Regions from separate parts of the Sus scrofa genome. Here regions 1 and 3 are each linked to region 2. Evidence: chromatin contacts called from public Hi-C data. All regions are on one chromosome and are shown on one strand. The core of a region is the stretch at or near the end of the contact, and the rest is flanking DNA. Distances in the headings are between cores, read along the strand shown.

Region 1 (3,361 bases), core at 367-2,866, 330 kb after region 2:
TGCAGCAACATGGATGGAACTAGAGAATCTCATCCTGAGTGAAATGAGCCAGAAAGACAAAGACAAATACCATATGATATCACTTATAACTGGAATCTAATATCCAGCACAAATGAACATCTCCTCAGAAAAGAAAACATGGACTTGGAGAAGAGACTTGTGGTTGCCTGATGGGAGGGGGAGGGGTGGGAGGGATCAGGAGTTGGGCTTATCAGACACAACTAGAATAGATTTACAAGGAGATCCTGCTGAATAGCATTGAGAACTATGTCTAGATACTCATGTCGCAACAGAAGAAAGGGTGGGGGAAAAACTGTAATTGCAATGTATACATGTAAGGATAACCTGACCCCCTTGCTGTACAGTGGGAAAATAAAAAAAAAAAATCTCTCTCTTGCTTTACCAACTTGGCCTTGGGCATTCCTTCCTCGGCAAACCTAACAGTGTCCTTATAAAAAGGGGAAATTTGGACGGAGACACACTCACATGGAGCACACCACATGAATATGAAGGCAGACCTCCGGGCAATACTTCTGCAGGCCCAGGAACACTCTAAGATTGGGGCAAACCACCAGAACCTAGGAGAAGGGCATGGAACCAATCCTTCCTCATAGCTCTCAGAAGGAATCAACCCTGCTGACACCTTGATCTTGGACTTCCAGCCTTTAAAACTGGGAGACAAAATACATCTCCGTTGTTCTAAGCCACCTAGTTTATGGTATTTTGTTAACAGAAGCCCTAGGAAATTAATATAGAGGGTAAAGGGGAAAAAATTCCCAAACTGGACATCTTTGGTACCAAGAGATCTTTAAAGGACAGGAGGCATGGTTATCTTGCATCCCTGGGTTGACCATGGGGCTTTGCTCAAAAGATTATATTGTCTTTTTCCTGCCACCCATTAAAAAAAAAAAAAAAACCGAAAAACAAAAACCAAAAAACCCATTTGACCTTCCAAAAGTACACTCCCAAGTAAAACTGGCAAAAACTCAGAGTGGACAGTCAAGGTTTCCTGTTCTCGCCCAAGAAAGCAGAAATTGTATTACTCTTTCATGACCACAAGGTATTTCCTAAGCTCATTAAGCACATTTTTCCTGCACAAGATCTTGTCTTAATAAGGCCACCGACACCCCATTCCTCCGGCCTCAGTCATCAGGCAGGATGAAAGGCTGGTGGAGATGAGAGGGGGGCTCTGGAGAGTTCCAACCCTGCTTGTTTATTTTGAGACACACTTGTGCTCCGACATGGGCCATCACAATCGTGGTCAAAGCATTAGGACTCTGAAGAACACAAACAAAGTTAACTGTGGCAAAGGGCCAGGGTAAAGGAAGGGCCAGGGTGAGGCTTTTTTCAGCATCTTACAGGGAGGGCAACTTTGCATAGCCTTTTATATGATAATCACAGCCCCTTCGTCTGTATTGAACTCTGCCCCAAGAAGGAAAAATAAATAAATAAGGCTGACTAATGGCTTGTTTCCCCAGAGGCGGCTTTTTATGGGATCATATGTTTTTTCAGCTTTTCAGTCACAGTTTCCTGCTTGGACGTGAGGAGCCCTTGACATTGGCTGTGGCTTCGTGCAGTCTGGACAGCAGCCCAAGCCACCTCAGAGCAGCTGGAGAGGGGTCCAGCTGGACCACAGCACCTTCCCAGGTCACGGCTATGGCGAACCTGGTCCCCTTTGATGAGCTGCACTCAGCGGCAGGTCTTTCAACACCTTCCAGGTCAAGCATGACTCTCCTTACCCGGTTGTCATGTGGAAGACAAGGGTCGGGTGGACTGGGAGCTTGTGACAAAGAGTCTGGAGGCATTCAAAAGCAGGAACAGCGACTCTGAACTGCTCTTGTTCCTGTTCTGTTCCCCATTGCTCCTTCCAGTGTCAGAGAGGCTTTCTGGAATTGGACTGCCTTGAGTTTTCAAATCCCAGCTCTGCCACTGGGTGACTAAGAACAAGTAGCTGAATTTCTGAGCTTCCTTTCTTAGCGGCAAAACTGTTAGGCGATACCCGCCTTATGGACCTCTTATCAGGGTAAGAGATAATGTCTGTAGGACACCTGGCAGGTCGTGTAGTGCTAAGCAAGAAGTAGCCAGCACTGTGACCCAGTGTCCCACACACCCCCACCCTCAAGGCAACTTCCCTGGAGGATTACTCTACAGAAAGGTAATACAAAGCGTGTTGGAGCTGATATCCTGAAGTTGGGCCGAGTTAACAAACAAGCACCAACCACAGTCCTCCAGCTCCCTCTATGCAGCTTTCACTTTATTTCACTGCTTTTGAGTGGGAGGAAATTATTCTGGAATGCTTTCCATTTTGTTCTCCCTTTGAGAGGGTCACAGCACAAAGGGAATCAGGATGGAAGAAGGGAGAGAGACAAATGTGTGTTCTTGATTCTTCCCACCTTGGCTGGGTGGATTGAGGGAAGGGAGAGGTTGATTAACATGCACCACCCTCTTGGTCTTGGATAATTGCAGTTTAATTATACTTAGGGCAGTGCTTTTATCATATTAAATTTGGGGAAGAGTCACAAGATGAGTCATGGAAAAATTTTTGATAAAATTATGGAAACTTGGGACATCTGTGATTTTTTTTTTCTTCCTCGCCTCACTCCTTTCCTACTCTCCTGATCCACCCTTTTCTGCTGCCAGCAGGGCTCCCTGCAGAGAGGCATGCTGAGGAGGCTCCCTCCTGCTGGCAGCCTGACTCCCTGGGCCTCAGGTTTTGCTGAGCCTCACAATCAACCTCTTCCCTGCATTCTGGCAATACTGGAACCCATCTCCTTCCAGGGGGCCAGCTGGGCACACACTGAAGTTAGGGAACCAGCTGCATGCTTCAGACCAGAGTCTTCCAGGGGCTCCCATAGAAGAATCAGGAATCTGTGGCCTTTTCTTATCAATCCCATTCCTCTGCCTCCACGTTGGTTACATCAAAAGGACTAAGCTGTTTCCTTGGTTATGGGGACTTACTGAAAAGACACTTGATGCTCTCCCCTCTCATTGCCTCTCTGAGATCCAGCCTGGAAGTGAAAGGCCATATATAACCTATAGAGTTGTACAGGTTCCCCAAAGAGTTTCTGAGCTGGATAGGGTCAGAGGAGGGCCAAAGAAGGGAGAGAAATAGCATTTTCATCCTTTCCAGAGGAACGCACCGATTCTGCAATAGCAAGGCTTTTTTTTAAACCAAAGACATTTGTTAAGGTAATAATAATTACAATCACAACCACTTTTATAGCACTCTGAAGCTGATGCACTACTTTCACATAATTTAGCATCAAAATGCTATGTACTCTAGATGTCACAGTATCCTCAGAAACCACCCGCTGGCTAACTTTTTGCGTCATGGAAATATTCCCTTTGACAACTGCAGAAC
Region 2 (3,680 bases), core at 555-3,054:
TGGATTGAAATGCACTGGGTTACTGCCATCATGGGATAGGCCTTGAGCCTTGAGGCAGAGGTAGGAGGTGTAGGAGAAGGAATGAGGTCTTTTACTGGGCTTCTCCATCTGGCTCAAGACCAGTGTTTCTGCTGATGAATCTAGAGAGGAGGGTCCCCTTTGCCAGCCTGAGTTAAGTTGGCTTTTGCCAACATTCTACAGCCCTGATCCATTATCAGTAAGTGTCACCCCTTTGCCATATATAGAAACAGTAAGTGCAAAAAAACGCATTGTGGGGGTGGATGACTCAGGATGTTTGGCAATGAGATAAATGAGCATTTTACCTTTAGTGGTGATAGATCGAGGGCCCTCAAGGCAAAGACTGCTGTCTGGTTTTCCTCATTGGCGTCCTCCTCCTACTAAAGTTTTGCAGGGCTCTAAGCAGGCCACCAGGACCCACAACAAAGCATTAGTTAAAACTAGCTTCTGGTCCAGGTTTGAAAAGCTCAGAGTTGCCCTGTGGAGCTGGGTGTGTACCCATGAGAGAGCTTCACAAGTAAGGGAAGAAACCCCGTTAGCTCTGCTCTCAGTTGCTTCTCCAGTTTATAGCGCCTTGTCCCTGCCACCAGTAGACATTCAGAAGCTGTCTGTAGACTGACATTTGGGAGGAACTGGGGTAGAATCATCTGGCACTGTGAATTTCCTTAGTACTTTTTCTGACTTGGTCTATGTGAATTGTATCAGCTAGGATTCAACCAGACACACAACCAATGCATTCATATATATTAAGAGATATATTACAAGGAGTTGGCTTATACTATTGTGAGAGCTGGCTGAGCAAGTCCCCAGTTTGTCAGGGAGGCAATCAGGAAGCGATCACAAGCAGAGTGGAGAGCTCTGTGGGCATGGCTGAAGCTTCGGTCCCCAGGCAGTATTTCTTCTCTGTCTCTCCATCCCTGTCTCTGGGAAGACTCAGCCCAGTTTTTAAGGGCTTCCAACTGATTAAGTCAGGCCCACCCAGGTCATACATTATAATCTTCCTTACTTAAAGCCAACAGAATCATGACTCTAATGATATCTGCAAACGCCCCTCGCAGCCACATCTGGATCAGTGTCTGATGGAATAACTGGGAATTTTAGCTTAGCCAAGCTGACATCAAAAAAGCCATTACATGGGTGTAAGAATAATGTGTTGGAGACCCTGTGACTGAGTAAAGAAAATAGATGGTGTGTGCGTGTATCCGTGGGTGGAGAGACAGCGCTGAGGGGTGGGGCTGGCAGGGAGAAGGGTGCTGAAAATCAGGGGACCTCCTTGTTCTCCCCTTTTAATCTGGGATCTCATGAAAGTCTGGGGAAAGTCACTGGTGACTAACATACTGTTGAGGAAAACCATGACCTCAGGTTCTGTAGCCCCGACACTGAGGAAGAAGGCCAGTCCAACGTTATTAGACTGCCACCACTTTGCTTGTATTGCTCCGCCTCCGCCAGAACTGCCGCCCACCTTCCTTCCTATTCAAAGCAAAGCGCTGCTCTGTATTTTCCGCCACGCCCCCTCGCGTGGTGAATTTCTCCATAGCGCCGCCAGAGGGCGCGCGAGCGGAGGAAAACGCCGCCGGGCTCCTGGAGCCGTCAGGCAGCCGGTGCTGCGACGCGGCGACTCTGGAGACCTGGGACCCTTGGCCAGGGGACTTCTCCTTCCCCAGAATCCCCACCAAGGCTGTCACTTTTTTGTGCACGTTTCGGAGAAGGGCAGACAGGACTCCTGGGAGCAAAGAACTGATAGATTTGCTTTCCTTTGTAGAGGATGGGAGGAGGCATTTGCTGGGGAGGGAAGCGGTGGCCCGGGGACAAGGAGAAGAAACCGGGCGTACCTCGTGTCTCACTCTCAAGCTGTAGGCCCCTACGTCCCATTCCTGAACCCCCTGGGCACCATGTCTCAGTACTCCGGACATCGGAAGGCCCACCGTCCGGAGAGGAAGGCACCTGGCGTCCGGTCCCCTCCCGTGGGCGCGCACAGACCGACTGGGCGCAGACCAGGAGCCCCGCTTCGCGCACAGCCCCGCTGCTGGATCTGCCTGTCTCCCCGACGTAACCGCCCCGCTCACTGGCAGCCCAACATCCTTAAAGTCAGGGGCCCAAGGCAGAGACGCAGTTCTTTTCCGTGGTTTTCTGTCTTTTTAATCTCGGGATGAAAAAGCATGTCTGCCACAGCTGACACATGTCACCCATCTCTCCTTTCTCTTTCCTCCTTAAAGATGCAGAGTCTTCATGAAAAGCTATTAAAAGCACTATAGATTTTGAGAGCAAGGAAAATCACGAGAGGACTTCAACCAAGGTTTTAAAGCCATGGGCGTTATTAAAAATAATCACAGGCCTGGCTTTTCGCAGTTCTCAAAGGCGGATGGTGAACAAAGACAAGGAGAGTAGATCAGACAGTTCGAAATTATAAAGAGCGGCTGCAGTGCTCATAATTTGCGCTCCAAGCACTCATAATTCGCACAATAGGGACGTTTAAACACCCAGCGAGCCTGAGCAATAAACACATTTCTCACTCAAACATAACCAAGGTCAGAGAGGGAGGCCGCTGCTCTTTTCTTGTCTCATGTAGGCACCTCGTGGCCTCAGCTTATGTGTGGTTTTGGAAAACTCTGACAGCAACGAGTGTCTGGGAGACTTCTCAGTTGTCAAGAAGCGTCTTATGTTTCCTAAAGAAACTCAACCTAGATTCATTAAGCCATGTCACAGAGCAAAGAGAATTAAATATTTTTTTAAGACTGCAACTAATCCTGAAACTTAAATATAGGAGACAGAATCCTACCTATGAAAGGTCTGTGAAATTTTTACAGGAAATGTGCAAAGATGCTGTGTTTAAATATGCTCAGATGAGAAAAAAAATTGGGATTTCCCCCCACAAAAAAACCCAAATGATTTTTAGCCGTCTGTTCCCAGACCTCTCCTCATAGACTTCAATTACATAAAATCACATCTTTTTGAGTCATTTAGAAAAATATTTATATCTCAGTGAAATCAAGGAGACTCTTTGAAAGATATTGCTAGTGTATATTTGAGTAAGGCCAAAGCTTGTATTTATGCTTTTTTTTTTTTTTTTTGTCTTTGAAATTGTAGGCTCACATTAAGGATTTTCCCTCCCTTTATAAACATCAGCACAGTGCCATAAATTCCTTTATTTGCAATTGGTATATCCCATGCTTAACAAAGAACTTTTTAAAGAAAAAAAAAAGTTCCCTAATGAAATTCAGTCCTTCTTTATAAAAAGAAAAAAGGATCTTTTATATGCATTTTTATATGCCCTAAATATATAAGCGCGGTGTGTACCTGGTAAAGTTGCTTTCTGCTGATGGGGTAACACAGGTAAATCAACATAGAGGCCACAGCACATTATAGGGTCCACTTTATTGGGTTTTACCTTCAGGTAAAGACTTCTATTAAGAATGTACAAGTGCCTGCATACCTAGGCTGCCTTGTTTTCCACAGGGCTGTATACATAATCTCTTTTAAAATTTTTTTAATCAAAGCTTGCTATATTGCATACATTTAATTGGAATCCAGTGGTTAAAAAATATATAAAAATTTACTGCTGTAGAAAAGTTTTGATTAGTCCTTTCCATTAGCAAGTGTTGTGGAGTAAACCCTCTAACAGTCTATTTACATTCAGACAAGAACGGACTTAGCAAAACAGG
Region 3 (3,505 bases), core at 813-3,312, 450 kb after region 2:
GGATAAATTTGATTTAGTCAGCACAACCTCGCCATCCCCCTCCGGCTAACTGCTGGAAGGAAAGAGGAAGGCGTTATGTAAAATTAAGTACTTTGTTTGCTGTGGGTGTGTTGTTTTCCTAAGTCAACACAGGGACGTGGTATTATCCACCGTAGCGTCTCTAAACATTTCCTGAGATGCCTTTTCTATCAGGACTAAGTTATTTTTGCCCTAGAGGAGAGGGCTCGCTAGCGCCTTTCTTAAATAATAGAAAAGGGCAGCTTGTGTGCCCGCAGATCAGGTACTGTGCCCCCCTCAGCCGCCAGAAGCTCTCACCACGCTCCAGGGACTGTGACCGCCCCAGGGAAAGCAGTAAAAGGCGGAGGCGGGGCCAGAGTGATAACGGTATGGGCGGGAGAGAGCGGGCGGAGAAGGAGGGGTCCAGAGGGAGAGGGTAATAAAGATGCCCAGGGAATCGGCGATTGTACGAGTATGGTGGGGGCTGGGGATGGAAAGCATAGTTGCTTTGTCAGCACTTCTAAGCCCCTAACCCTTGAGTATCTGAAGCTGTTAATCAAACACTTACGGCCTGCAGAATGACGTAATGGACCTGTCTCCAGCCTTTATTCCTTGACACATGTCAGAGAGGGAGGGAAAAATAAAAATCATACACTCTGCGGGCTCTGACAACGAAATACACAAGAGACCCACTTGAGTTCCCGGCCCTGTACCAGCCTCAAGTGGGGGCGGCACCCGTTCAAGGAAAGTTAGGGAGGAGTGGACAAGATCAAGATCGGGGGCTTCATCTACCAGATTAGCACCCCCCCCAATAAACCTATAGCAAAAGAAAAGCGAAATGCAGCCGACGGGGAAAAAACATCTCTTTGGTTGCTTCGTGCGTCTTGCCCCTCTAAGACCGTCGTGAAAAGTTTTAAGCGATTCCTTGAAGAATCTGCCTGGAGAAGAGGGCTTCGCCGCCGCCGTATCCTGGGAACTGCCACCGCGCCGCCGCGGCAAAAGCGGGAGCTGTCATTTGGGGCAGCAGCGGAGAAGAGGTAATGATGCCAACGAGAACCGGACGGAGGCAAGAGGTGGCTGGAGGAATGAAGGCGAGAAGAGCCTCGCCACTCTCCAGCCCTCCGCGCCCGGAGTGAAAGCAAAGTGCCCTCCAAGAGCGACGTCCCCTCCCAGGGCGCGCGCGCCCACCACCTGGGGCCGGCAGCCCTGCGGGAGAGGTGGCAGCAGCAGGCTCAGCACCGGGGAGGGAGCGAGCCCCCCGCGCGCCCGTCCATCCGCCCCCTAGGTGACCCGGCGTCCTCGCCGCGCCCGCTGGAAGTTTGCAAACTTTTTCCGGGGGTTCCGCCGCATCACCGGGAAGTTGGGGACGCGGGGGGCGGTTCCTGGCTCGCCGTCTCCGCTGCCGCCACCGCTGACGCCGCTTGACCGCACTTCTGGAGGGTTCCGCACCTTGCCAGGTCTCTGGAGGCAAACACACACCCCCGATTCATAACTGTTCCCCGTGTCAGGGAAACACACGCGCGCTCCCACACACGCACGCACGCCGGGGCTGACACGGCGCTCGCTCCACGTTAGCATCCCTCCAGTCGCACGGCGCGGCGGCCACCGAGACGCGCTCCGGGACGGACTCGGCGTGGGGTCTCTGGGGTAGCCTCAGGACACAGCCGAATTCCACGGTCCACCAGCATTGGGGGACGGACTTCCCTCTGGTCCGCCAGAGTGTTTACAAACACAGATCATCCTCCAAAAAAAAAAAAAAAATGCATCGCATCTTCCCCTACTTCTTGCCCTGTGACCTGCCCACTAGACCAAGTAACCTCGCGGCTGCTGCCGAGAACCAGCCCCTGCAAACAAGTACGTTCCCGAGATGGCTCCCGCGGCAAGTGCAACAAAAGTGGCTAAATGCAAAAGCCCCAGAAGTGGCCGAGCCGTATTTTTAGGAACTTACCAAACAAGTGTGGAGAAGGCAAGAGCGGAGCCCGGGTGAAGGGACCACGTTGGACTGAGCAAAGATTACAATACATTCTATTTAGAGTGCATTACATCACCCCCCCGGTGACGTCACGTGGGATTCCTGAACTTCTAAATCATTGCGGCCCGTGGGGGGGTGGGGGGAGGAGGGAGGGGCGGGGCCGGCGCGCCGAGGGGGCGGGCCCCGCCCGCGCACCGCCCCACCAGCCGACTCTGGTGCACCCGCGGGGGAGCGGCGGCGGCAGCGGCGACCGCGCGAGCAACAGCTTGCAGAGGCCAGCGCCGTGTGACACGGCTCCCTGACATTAGTGGTGTGAGTCAGCTTGGAAACAATCGTCACGGTTTCAGACGGGACCACGGAGGAGGCAGGGACCTGGGCTCTCCCGTGAGGAGGGCCTGGTGGCATTTGAAAGGTGTGGGGACGGGGAGTAGGGGAAGGGTGGGAATGGGGAGTAGAGGAAGGGTGGGGAGGGGGTGCAGACGAATGCGGGAAGAGACTTTCTACAAACAGAAATGAGGAACGCTCCCCCTTCCCCCACCAGCAGATGTCCAGCTCCTTTTTGCCTGCGACAGTCGTGACCTCATTACAGTGTTCCCTGCATCCTGGCTTCTCAGAGCATTCACTCGACACCCCTTTTCACGGCCCTCCCCCCCCCCCGCCGCGCCCCATTTCACCTCCAAAGGAATAACTTCTTTATTGTGCACACTCATTTGGAATGTGATGCCCCTGTCCTTCCCAAGACCCCTGCTTCATGAGTGTGAGAAGCTGGAAGGAGCGTTGTTCCTGCAGGCGAAAGGTGAATTACAGCTAGAGCCAAATGATGAGCCTGATTTAGACTCAGCGTCAGATCCGGAAGGGCCCTTGGCGCTCACTTCCAGAGCCTCCTCTGTTACTTGCCCAAGCTCATAAGCTGGCAAGTGGCAGAGCCAGAGCCGGAATGCAGGATTCGGGGCCCTGGTCTGCAGTACGTTCCTGACAGCTCAGTGAGAGAAGGAGCCTGGTGTTTTCAGCATCAGCCAGGTCACCATGGCCATCCCCAGCTTAATTTCCATTCGGATGTTCTCTCTGTGAGTCGGACTCAAAGGGAAGGCAGAGGCTAAATCCAGGAGATGCCAGACATCTCAGAGCACCACGGTCATCCTTGCAGCAGCTCACACTTTGCAAAGCACTGGAACCCACGTGGAACTCCCCTGATTCTCACAACAACCCAGCACAAGGAGAAGTAGGGCAGGTGTTATAATTATCCCCATTTTACAGGGAGCCAAGGCAAATTCCAGAAGCTTAGGGGGCTGGCCTGAAGCCACTGGATAACTCCCGCCCCTGTTTTAAAACTCCAAATCCTAACTGGACTCCTTTCTAGAACCAGGGCGGAGCTTTCCATTCTCATGGGTTATTGATGGTTAGAACCTTTGCTGAGGACGAGTTGGCTGGGAGTCCAAGCTTTGCTTAGGAACAGTTTAGCCCCCATTAACAAACAATAATCATTCCTGACATTTATGTAACATCTGACATTTATATAGCACCTCTCATCCCAAT

The links. Hi-C and Micro-C count contacts between places; a contact is called where the count stands out from the background.
Region 1: a Hi-C map of omental adipose tissue shows a contact between it and region 2, with 1.7 times the contacts expected there. The contact joins two enhancer-like sites. A contact is called at or near these places in 10 of 47 Hi-C or Micro-C datasets (alveolar macrophages, brain, embryonic fibroblasts and 7 more).
Region 3: a contact with region 2 is called in a Hi-C map of retroperitoneal adipose tissue, with 2.2 times the contacts expected there. The contact joins the promoter of CREB5 here to the enhancer-like site in region 2. A contact is called at or near these places in 11 of 47 Hi-C or Micro-C datasets (embryonic fibroblasts, epiblast stem cells, fetal heart ventricle and 6 more) and 1 of 2 datasets of contacts at active chromatin or transcription factors (skeletal muscle).

Annotation. Positions count from the first base shown.
Region 1 is chr18:44,141,360-44,144,720 of Sscrofa11.1, forward strand. The region is part of intron 4 of CREB5 (cyclic AMP-responsive element-binding protein 5); the gene reads right to left. Among named protein-coding and RNA genes, the nearest start is that of CREB5, 120 kb to the right of the region's middle. Within about 2 kb of position 1,617, at least 17 of the 83 cell types and tissues checked have an H3K27ac peak or open chromatin away from gene starts, as enhancers often do. A contact at or near this core is called in omental adipose tissue and retroperitoneal adipose tissue, where this site is marked.
Region 2 is chr18:43,813,402-43,817,081 of Sscrofa11.1, forward strand. All of the region lies in intron 3 of TRIL (TLR4 interactor with leucine rich repeats), which reads left to right. Among named protein-coding and RNA genes, the nearest start is that of TRIL, 89 kb to the left of the region's middle. Within about 2 kb of position 1,805, at least 13 of the 83 cell types and tissues checked have an H3K27ac peak or open chromatin away from gene starts, as enhancers often do. A contact at or near this core is called in omental adipose tissue and retroperitoneal adipose tissue, where this site is marked.
Region 3 is chr18:44,262,452-44,265,956 of Sscrofa11.1, forward strand. CREB5 (cyclic AMP-responsive element-binding protein 5) reads right to left here and starts at 2,063. Exons shown (of 11, transcript XM_013985749.2): 1 at 1,946-2,063.